Regions from separate parts of the Mus musculus genome. Here region 2 is linked to region 1. The links are chromatin contacts, called in public Hi-C maps. All regions are on one chromosome and are shown on one strand. The core of a region is the stretch at or near the end of the contact, and the rest is flanking DNA. Distances in the headings are between cores, read along the strand shown. Region 1 has its middle 70 kb from the start of Gm33404. Region 2 has its middle 62 kb from the start of Gm46170.

Region 1 (5,354 bases), core at 254-2,753:
GGCATACCTGTCACATACCGATACTTGACTGGGGTGTTTCCCTTCACATATCAGCCACAGCCATGGTTATCTGCTATTCCTGCTACTGGCCAAGTCCGGGGTGTTCAACATGCATGGAGCCCTGACAACTGATTTAAAGAGGCTTAATATATCAGAGTGGTAGGGTTTTCCAGAAGCAGTGACTGGTAGGATGGGAGCTGCAAAGCATCAACACCCATCATGCACTAGAGGGTGCCAAAGTCCTGAGCAACTGAGTCTATCCAGGAAGAATTTGTCTTCACCTTGAAGCCTCAAGAAAGAGAAGCACCATCAAAAAGTCCCAACTCTTAGAGATGGGCTGGAACAGAACCATCAGCACTTTTGATATCAGAGGGATGATTCCAAAACATGGAACAGGTGAAGGTTGTTGCTAGTGTTAGAGGTTTTCAATGGCAGGCTCACTGATTTTATTTTGATGACTATACTAACGGCTACCTATTTGTATAGTGTTTTGAAGTTCTACATGCAATGTGACCATTTTATGGATATGAGCTTATTAAATCCTCTAGTTTATAAATAAGAACCTAGGAGTAGATAGGAAATTTGTTGATGACTGCAAAGCTAGTAAGAGGCAGGGCAAGCTCAAATCTAAGAGTCCAGCGTGCCTGAGTCTGCCTTCACCACAGGTCAATCCTACAGGGAGAGCTCCATTTCCAGGTTTCTTCTCAGAAGGAAACAGTGCTCCCCATGCAAGCAACCATGATGCTTAACATGGCTTACTAAGAAATTCTCCAATACTCCCTTGAATCTGGCCCCATATCTCACTGTAACTCCAGAGCCTCATCTTAACAATGTATTAGCATTTCTATTTCATCCTAATTTTGTTCATATTATGGAATTTTGATTAAATATGTCCCCATCAGCAAATAGCTTCTGTATGCCAGGGTTCCAAAACCACAATTGACAAACATGTCTCTCAGATTTCTGATCTCTTAGGGCTTATGTCTCTAAGTCCTGTTCCTAAGCTATGGGGAAAGAACTGAAGGAAACCTGGAGGGGGAGGGTCAATGACCTGTGTAATTAACCTCACAAAATTCCAGTCATACTGACATGGAATATTAGAAAAACAACTGGGTTTTTAAAGAACCAAACAACATAAGATTCTGGGATTGTTTTTGTGGAATGAACAAATAAACAAAACACAAAACAAAACAAACAAAAAAACCCAGCACATACATTTAAGGTTTCCTCCTTTCTTCCTTTATTGTTGGAAAATCCTTAAATATATTCAGTACTAATGAAGCTTGGGTTATTTTTAATTTAATTCCCTTTCTGGATCATACAGCAACCTGTTTTCAGACATCACTCCAAAGTTTCCTCATTCTTTGAAGACAGAGAACATACCATACCTATGATGGTTAGTATTGGTTGACAAGATTGAGAGTCCCCTTGAAGACAAACCTTGGAGCCCATGTATGAGGAAGTTTGTAGATTGGTTTAATTAAGGTGTGAAGACCTACTCTAAATATGGATGCTACGATGGGCTCAGCCAAGTGAGCCAAGATCCTAGACTATATAAAAAGAAGAAAGGTGGGTGAGAGACATCATTCATCTCCCTCTGCTTCCTGACTGTAGACACAACGTGGCCAGTCATTCCTTCTGCCATGACGCCTTCCATAATGGACTGTTGTTATAAACTGTGGCTCAAAACAAACCTTTCCATGTTGAACTTACTCTTGTTGAGTATTTTGTAGCAGCAATAAGGAAAGTAACTGATACAATATACTTTCTTTAAAAAGCCACAGGTACATTAATTATGGAAAATCAAACCATATTTTTAGGGCACTTGCAAGGAAAGATTCTATTCTAAGGAACCTTATGCTTATAAAGTGAGGGAGATGTCTCTCTTCTTATCTCTAAGTTCCAGTCTATGCATACCAGGATTTTCTTAAGATGTTCAGGCCAAGTAGACTCCTTGTAGACATGTTAACGCTAGAAAAAAAGCCAACTACTTCTGAGACAGGAGTATAACACAATGCCAAAACACAAGACCTGCTAGATCTGGGTAATGTGGTGGGGTTGGATGGCTTGCATTCGAACCCTAGGTTCTCTGCTTGCCTGCTGTAAAAATCTGATCAAAAGCTTCATTTCCTTATCTTCTATAGAGTAAATAGCATCTATAATACTTCTATAGGAGTAAAATAGCATCTACCCTCTGGAGTGGTTGCTCAGGACTGAGTAAATTTACACATATGTAAAGCATTTTTAACAATGCTAACTCCAAAGACTAAAAAATTATATATGTATATATGTGTGTGAGAGTGTGTGTGTGCTCACACGCATGTATAATGTATATGCATGTTACTAGTCACATTTATAGTGAGAGCCACAATTTTCATTTCATAGTTTTCTAGGAAAAAAGAGAGAGAGGGAGAGAGGATGGACAGAGCCTCCAGGTTGCTGCCCTTAGAAGGTACAAACAGAATCTGTAATAAAAAGGGAGCAACTTTCTCAGAATGCCTGTGCATAGCCTCACTCGCAGGCATCCTGCTGTGGCTCTGAACTCCGTTGAAGGCTGGCAAAGCAAAGCTTCAGACTGTAGTTCAGCAACAAGGTCAGGCTTCTCTTGTCACCTGAGTCATAAGGCCATTCTAGCAATGCTCAGAAAAGAAGTTCTACTAATGTGCCTGCTGTTTTGGCAACCAGGTCACCCCTCAAGACTCAATCATCTGACTCACAAACCCCACCCCCACCCTACCCCACACACAACTCCTGTGGACTAAATTGGTGGCCAGTGATTGTCTAAACTGAGGATAGCAACTCAGTTGTAACTAGGAGCTTTCCTGCTGCTCAATGAACTGATAACCAGATCTCAAGACTAGACAGAAAGGGTACATTGCAAACACGGTCTCCAGTGATGGCAGATATCTAGTCTAATGATAACAGAGCCAACCTTAACTTGTAAATGCCAACCATTGAGCACCTGCATTTAGTCAGTTTAAAACCTGGAGAACTGTAGAAGGAGATTGTGGACACCATTGACATCAGCTTGTAGGCTACCTCCAAACTGAGAAATCCCCCAAGGAAATTAATAGATGAACTGTTAGTACCTATGAAGACTGAAATATTCTCATCTTTAGATTGGATATCAATTAAATATCCAATCAGAGAGGATATTTATTTTGTCTCTGAGACTATCTGAAAGAAAGCTGGCACAAAGGCAGAGTGAGGTCGAGTTGGATGCCCACACAACCACCATCAGTGACAGCAGGCCTGAAGATGTTTTAATACACGTTTGATGGTTTTATTCATTTATAGAATGTAGTTCAGTCATTTCACCCTATCCCTTTTCTCCTTCCTCTTCCACTGAAACTCTTCTTCTCAGGAAGTTCTTTCACTTTCCTGCCAGTATCCTCTACTGTTCCGCATCCATTCAGGCTTCTCCCCTCCCCCATCACCCTCTAAGAGCCCTTTTCCTGGCATTTAGCACTGCTTATAATTAAATACACTACTCTAAAGCTTCATATTAAGGGCATGCAAATAAGAAGAACATATGGCATTCTTATATCTACGTCTAAATTACTTCACTCAGTCTAATACTTTTCAGATCCATCCATTTTCCTGCAAATTTCACAACTGTATCCTTCTTTACCACTGAACAAAGTTCCATTGTGGCTATGTACCACATTTTCATTATCCATTGATCCACTGATGGACACTTGGGCTCCATTTCTTTGCTATTGTAACTAGCATGTGACTAGCATGTGAATAGCCACATGAACACACAAGTACAGGTCCCTGTTTGGTAGAGCATAGGATTTTCTGAGTATGTTCTCAGGAATTGTTTGGCGGCTCTGTTGTAAGCTGTTCGAGGAATTTCCTTATTGATTTCCACAGTGGCTGCAGCAGTCTGTACTCCCCCAGGAGTGAGTATGAGCATGAGTGGGCCTTTCCTACACATGCCTGCTAGCATTCACTTTTTTGTTATTAGCCATTCTTACTTGAGTAAGATGAAACATCAAAGTAATTTTATTTTGCAATTACCCAATGGCTATATATTTTAAACTCTTTTAAAGTACTTTTGGTCATTTGTTTAAGAACTCTCCATTCGGTTCCATGGTCCATTTTTAGTGAAGTTGTTTGTTTCCTTGACATTTAGTTTTTAAAGTTCTTTTATATTCTAAACACTAATTATTTGCCAGAAGTACAGCGGGCAAAGATGGTCTCCCAGTCTCCAGGCTGTTCCTTCACTTGCTTAACAGCCTTCTACTTTCGTAAGCTCTCCTTTGATTGTTCTTACTTCCCTAGTGACTAGCATCCAGTTCAGAAAATCCTAGGCTATGTCTATATCTTTAAGTGTACTCTCTCCTTTACCTGATAGCAGTTTGGGATGGCCTGTTCTAACACTTAGGTCTCTGATCCATTTGGAATTGATTATTGTGCAGAGTGAGAAACAAGAATCAAGTTTCATTTTTCTAAGTGCATACATTCAGTTTTCCCAATACCATTTGTCAGATAGGCTGTCTTCTTTCTAATGTGTATTTTGAGCTTTATCAAAAATCAGGTGGCTATGGTTTATATAGTCTTATATCTGAGTTCTCTATTCTATTCCATTGGCCTGTGTCTCTAAATGTGTGCCTGTCCTGTAATTTTTTTCTTACAGGTATGTCTCTACAATACAACTTAAAGTCAGGTATTATGATACTTCAGCTTTGTTCTTATTGTTCAGGATTGATTTGGCTATCCAAGATCTTTTGTGCTTTTACATGAATTTTTATTATCTTTTTTCTATTTCTGTGATGAATTGAGTTCTCAGTTTGATTTGGATTGTGTTAAATTTGTATATTGCTTTTGATAGGGTGGCCATTTTCACAGTATTAATCCGACCAATCCACAGCATTTTAGGCCTTTCTGTCTTCTAAAGTCATATTCAATTCTTTCTTCAGTATTTTAAACGTTTTTATTGTAAAAGTATTTTACTTCCTCAGGTTAATTACAAGTTATCTTTTATTTTTTAGTTTATTTTGAATAGAATCATTTCCCTGTTTACTTTCTTAGTATATAGTTGGCATTGGTGTATAGGATGCTATGGATTTTGGTATGGCCTATAACCTTCTATTTTGCCGAAAGTGTTAATCAACTCCAGGGGTTTCCTGCAGTAGTCTTTATGCTTTCTTATGTATAGAATCATGTCACTTGACAATGAAGATGATTTAATTTCCTGATGTCCCTTTTATTCCCTTCTCTTGCCTTGTTGCTTTAAGCCCCAGGTACTGTACAAAAAGGAGTAGAGAGAGTGGGCATCCTTATCTTACTTCTGACCTTGGTGAAGATGCTTTGGGTTTTTCTGCATTTGCTATGATATAGGTTTATCA
Region 2 (5,275 bases), core at 2,138-4,637, 420 kb after region 1:
GACACCGTCAATAAGACAAAGAGACCACCAACAGATTGGGAAAGGATCTTTACCTATCCTAAATCAGATAGGGGACTAATATCCAACATATATAAAGAACTCAAGAAGGTGGACTTCAGAAAATCAAATAACCCCATTAAAAAATGGGGCTCAGAACTGAACAAAGAATTCTCACCTGAGGAATACCGAATGGCAGAGAAGCACCTGAAAAAATGTTCAATATCCTTAATCATCAGGGAAATGCAAATCAAAACAACCCTGAGATTCCACCTCACACCAGTCAGAATGTCTAAGATCAAAAATTCAGGTGACAGCAGATGCTGGCGAGGATGTGGAGAAAGAGGAACACTCCTCCATTGTTGGTGGGATTGCAGGCTTGTACAACCACTCTGGAAATCCGTCTGGCGGTTCCTCAGAAAATTGGACATAGTACTACCGGAGGATCCAGCAATAGCTCTCCTGGGCATATATCCAGAAGATGCCCCAACTGGTAAGAAGGACACATGCTCTACTATGTTCATAGCAGCCTTATTTATAATAGCCAGAAGCTGGAAAGAACCCAGATGCCCCTCAACAGAGGAATGGATACAGAAAATGTGGTACATCTACACAATGGAGTACTACTCAGCTATTAAAAAGAATGAATTTATGAAATTCCTAGCCAAATGGATGGACCTGGAGGGCATCATCCTGAGTGAGGTAACACATTCACAAAGGAACTCACACAATATGTACTCACTGATAAGTGGATATTAGCCCAAAACCTAGGATACCCAAGATATAAGATACAATTTCCTAAACACATGAAACTCAAGAAAAATGAAGACTGAAGTGTGGACACTATGCCCCTCCTTAGAAGTGGGAACAAAACACCCTTGGAAGGAGTTACAGAGACAAAGTTTGGAGCTGAGATGAAAGGATGGACCATGTAGAGACTGCCTTATCCAGGGATCCACCCCATAATCAGCATCCAAACGCTGACACCATTGCATACACTAGCAAGATTTTATCGAAAGGACCCAGATGTAGCTGTCTCTTGTGAGACTATGCCGGGGCCTAGCAAACACAGAAGTGGATGCCCACAGTCAGCTAATGGATGGATCACAGGGCTCCCAATGGAGGAGCTAGAGAAAGTACCCAAGGAGCTAAAGGGATCTGCAACCCTATAGGTGGATCAACATTATGAACTAACCAGTACCCCGGAGCTCTTGACTCTAGCTGCATATGTATCAAAAGATGGCCTAGTCGGCCATCACTGGAAAGAGAGGCCCATTGGATACACAAACTTTATATGCCCCAGAACAGGGGAACGCCAGGGCCAAAAAGGGGGAGTGGGCGGGTAGGGGAGTGGGGGTGGGTGGGTATGGGGGACTTTTGGTATAGCATTGGAAATGTAAATGAGCTAAATACCTAATAAAAAATGGAAAGAAAAAGAAAAAAAATAATTTTATGGTTGGAGGTCACCATATGAAGAACTGTATTAAAGGGTCGCAGCATCGGGAAGATTAAGAGCCACTGTTCTTAAATGAGATTGAGGTGTATAATACCATACCCGGTGTATGTGGTGCTGGAGGTCAAATCCAAGGCCTTTGCACACCAGCCAAGCACTTTACCCCCAGAGCTCATCTCTATCTTGATAGACCCACATCTAAATGTAATGAGCAGTCCTTCCCTGATGCTGATGAAATAACATTGTGTAAACAATCTTCTGCAGGTTGATGACCGACTCCGTATTCTGCTGCCTATAGAGCCACTCAGTGTCAAAACTACCAGGCAAAATCAGATGTCTACCATCACACCTCTGGAAGGCCATGAGATGCTACAGAGTATCATGAGATGGTACAGAGGATCATGAGATGGTACACAGTATCATGAGATGGTACAGAGTATCATGAGATGGTACAGAGGATCATGAGATGGTACACAGTATCATGAGATGGTGTACAGTATCATGTGATGGTACACAGTATCATGTGATGGTGCACAGTATCATGAGATGGTACAGAGTATCATGAGATGGTACAGAGTATCATGAGATGGTACAGAGTATCATGTGATGGTACAGAGTATCATGAGATGGTACACAGTATCATGAGATGGTGTACAGTATCATGTGATGGTGCACAGTATCATGAGATGGTACACAGTATCATGAGATGGTACAGAGTATCATGATGGTATACAGTATGACTGATCACCTCAATCCCTCTGTTCTTCTCCTAAGAAACAGCACAGAAAAACTACCCTCGCTGAGCCAGCAAGGTGGCTCAGAGGGTAAACGCACTTCCTGCATACACCTGAAAACCTGGTTGAATTCCCTGATCCCATGTAAGAGTAAAAGGAGAGGGCCTGACTCTACAAAGTCATCCCCTGTCCTCCACATGAGTGCTGTGGTACACATGAACACACACACACGCATGCACACAGGATATGAAGAGGAGGAGGAGGAGGAGGAGGAAGAGGAGGAGGAGGATGTAACAAATGATTTTTGTTTATACTGGAGCTGAGAGCTGGCTTGGCAGAGGACTGGAGTTGGGTTTCCAGCCCCCATGTCAAATGACTCACTATTGCCTGGAACTCCAGCTCCAGGAAATCTAATGCCCTTTTCTGGCCTGCTTGGGAACCAGCAAACATGTGCATACCACAAATCAAAGTAAAAAAATAAATCTTTTTTAAAAAATTAAAAATTTTTTAAAAGTTGTCCTAGTGGGTCTGGAGAGATGGCTCAGTAGCTAAGAGTACTTGTTCTTGCAAAGAACTGAGATTCAGTTCCCGGCACCCACATGGTAGTTCACAACTATCTATAACTCCAGTACCAAGAATCTGATGCCTTCTTCTGACCTGTTCAGGTATCAGGCACACATGTGATGCACATACATACAAATAGGCAAAACACTCATACTTATAAAAAATAAAATAATAATAATTTTTAGAAAGCTATACCCTTTACCTTTGTGTGACCTTGTGCACATCAAACAGTCATCCAGAGTCTCAATCATTAGTCTATAGGTTAAAATGATCCAAATGATCCCACAGGTCCATATGGAGGGTTCATTTAAGCAGTGGTGTATGCTACTGAAGCCCTACTCTGTGCTCATGCCATTTTAAACAGTCACGCTACAACAGCGTAACACTAAAATCCCCGCCCCGTTCACTTTTCCTGGACACTCAACATTTTTACACTGTTTACTCAAGCAAAACTAATGAGGCATATCTCCCTAAGAAATCTGTCAAACACAGCTTCTGCTACCTTCACAAAGACAAGCTCCAACAGGCGAGGCAGCTGCATCAGAAAAAAAAAAAACAAAAAAACAGAGCCCAGAAAGATCTTCTCCAGGACGAATTATTTTCAGCTCGATAAGGTATAAGGTTACAGCTCTCCGAGCTTTAACTATTAAGAGTTTCATCATGAGTATTCTGTAACTTTGAGCAGCACAGTGGTTATGCAGTTACCCAGGGTGACTGACCAAGGCAGGAGGTAAGGCTTGCTGGACTCAGAAGCCAGGTCCTGCTGTGCAGAGAATCTGGGCACCACCAGTCAAATGAGAATGTCTGGAGGGGGAGACATTGGGGAATGGAGTCTCTTTGTACCAGACACTATGCTGAGGACACAGTCAGCACAATTCTGAGTTCTGAATCAGCACTGTAGGCATCTACCAATCCCTACCCCAGGATGTTAAGGACCAAGAAAGCATCTCTGCTTTATCTAGAAGAGGGCTGAAAAAGTCCTGGTTGGTCAACACAGTAACTGGCCAGAGTCTCCCCAGGCCCACTGCGTCAATAAGCTGGCTACAAAGAGCCAATGCTGCCCTTAGAAGACTTCAATCCTGTAGCATGCCTCCTCCTTGGCAGATCTGCCTGGCCTGGCTGGCCAGCCTTCCTCTCCCCAGTGCTCTCAAAACAGTGCCCGGTGGTCCGTGTTTATCAGCACTCACCCAGCCTCTGCCCCTTTCTGTCTGGCCCCCACTCCCTGATGTCCATATCTAACCACTGTGAGACCTCTCTAGATCTAGGGCGAGTGAGTACAGACTTGCTCTGATTCTCCCTGCACTGAAACGCTAAGCTCAAAAGACATGTTTGCATGTTTCCTACTGATTATCTGGACGTTGTTGCCTAAGGACACGGTAGAGGTGGAAATTCACCAGGCCCTGAATCAAGTATGGATGTCGAAGATAAGATGTGGAAGTGGCATTTACTTCTCTGAGACCACAACACTAAGAGGTAAATATTATTTGAGCAAGTGCTTGCAATTGAAAAATGTATGGCTAATCAATTCAATTTGAAGTTGTTATCAATCTTTGTGAATTTCATATCATGCATCCCAATCCCACTGGTCCCCTGGCCTTTCATATTCATCCCCCACCCTTACAAAAGATAAAAAATTAGCGGGGCGTGGTGGCGCACACCTTTAATTCCAGCACTCGGGAGGCAGAGGCAGGCAGATTTCTGAGTTCGAGGCCAGCCTGGTCTACAAAGTGAGCTCCAGGACAGCCAGAGCTACACAGAGAAAGCCTGTCTCGAAAAACCAAAAAAAAAAAAGATAAAAAAATTTAATTAAAAAAATGAAAAAAAAAAAAATCCCGGGCTAGCGAGATGGCTCAGAGGGTAAGAGTACTGACTGCTCTTCTGAAGGACCTGAGTTCAATTCCCAGCAACCACATGGTGGCTCACAACCACCCGCAATGAGACCTGAAGCCCTCTCCTGGCATGTCTGAAGACAGCTACAGTGTACTTCTGTATAATAATAAAATAAATCTTTGGGCTGGCGCAAGCAGGGACTAAACGAGCGGGGTCAACCAGAGCGAGCAGAGGTCCTAAAGGCCACATGAAGGCTCACAACCATCTGTACAGCTACAGTGTACTCATATACATAAAATAAATAAATAAATAAATAAATAAATCTTTTTTTTAAAAAAAATCGTACCGTGGAAGCTACAGTGTGTCACTGTGTGTCACACAGTATACCCACTTGGCCCACAGAGCTTCACTTGCAAATGTTCACTGCAATGAGTCATTGGTCCGGTTGGAGGCCTCTGGCTTCCACTACACTATCAATACCGGATTCTCACCAGAATTCCTCTAGGATATCCTGCTGCTGCCCTGTGTCACAAAGTTCCTTTACTTTGGTCCTGCAGTTCACCCTTCCCGAGCTCCAGGAGATCACAGATTGGGTAGATGCTGGGGTGGACCAGCTCAAAGCCCTGGATCTGGGCCTGATAGTAACTGAGTTGGTCAGCCCACCAGTTCTCCCACTCCTGTGCCATCAAGGCTAGTC

Evidence for each region. Hi-C and Micro-C count contacts between places; a contact is called where the count stands out from the background.
Region 2: a Hi-C map of the N1E-115 cell line shows a contact between it and region 1, with 9 times the contacts expected there. The contact joins two enhancer-like sites. A contact is called at or near these places in 5 of 39 promoter capture datasets (the 3T3-L1 cell line, the C10 cell line, the HPC-7 cell line and 2 more), 6 of 15 datasets of contacts at CTCF or cohesin (the NIH/3T3 cell line, hippocampal excitatory neurons, large pre-B cells and 2 more), 181 of 484 Hi-C or Micro-C datasets (the 3T3-L1 cell line, 3T3-L1-derived adipocytes, the 63-12 cell line and 91 more), 22 of 115 datasets of contacts at active chromatin or transcription factors (the HPC-7 cell line, the NIH/3T3 cell line, PVALB interneurons and 17 more) and 2 of 9 other capture datasets (adipose tissue and liver).

The regions. Positions count from the first base shown.
Region 1 is chr1:166,782,083-166,787,436 of GRCm38.p6, forward strand. No RefSeq gene overlaps it. Among named protein-coding and RNA genes, the nearest start is that of Gm33404, 70 kb to the right of the region's middle. Within about 2 kb of position 1,504, at least 3 of the 459 cell types and tissues checked have an H3K27ac peak or open chromatin away from gene starts, as enhancers often do. A contact at or near this core is called in the N1E-115 cell line, where this site is marked.
Region 2 is chr1:167,202,099-167,207,373 of GRCm38.p6, forward strand. No RefSeq gene overlaps it. Among named protein-coding and RNA genes, the nearest start is that of Gm46170, 62 kb to the right of the region's middle. Within about 2 kb of position 3,388, at least 11 of the 459 cell types and tissues checked have an H3K27ac peak or open chromatin away from gene starts, as enhancers often do. A contact at or near this core is called in the N1E-115 cell line, where this site is marked.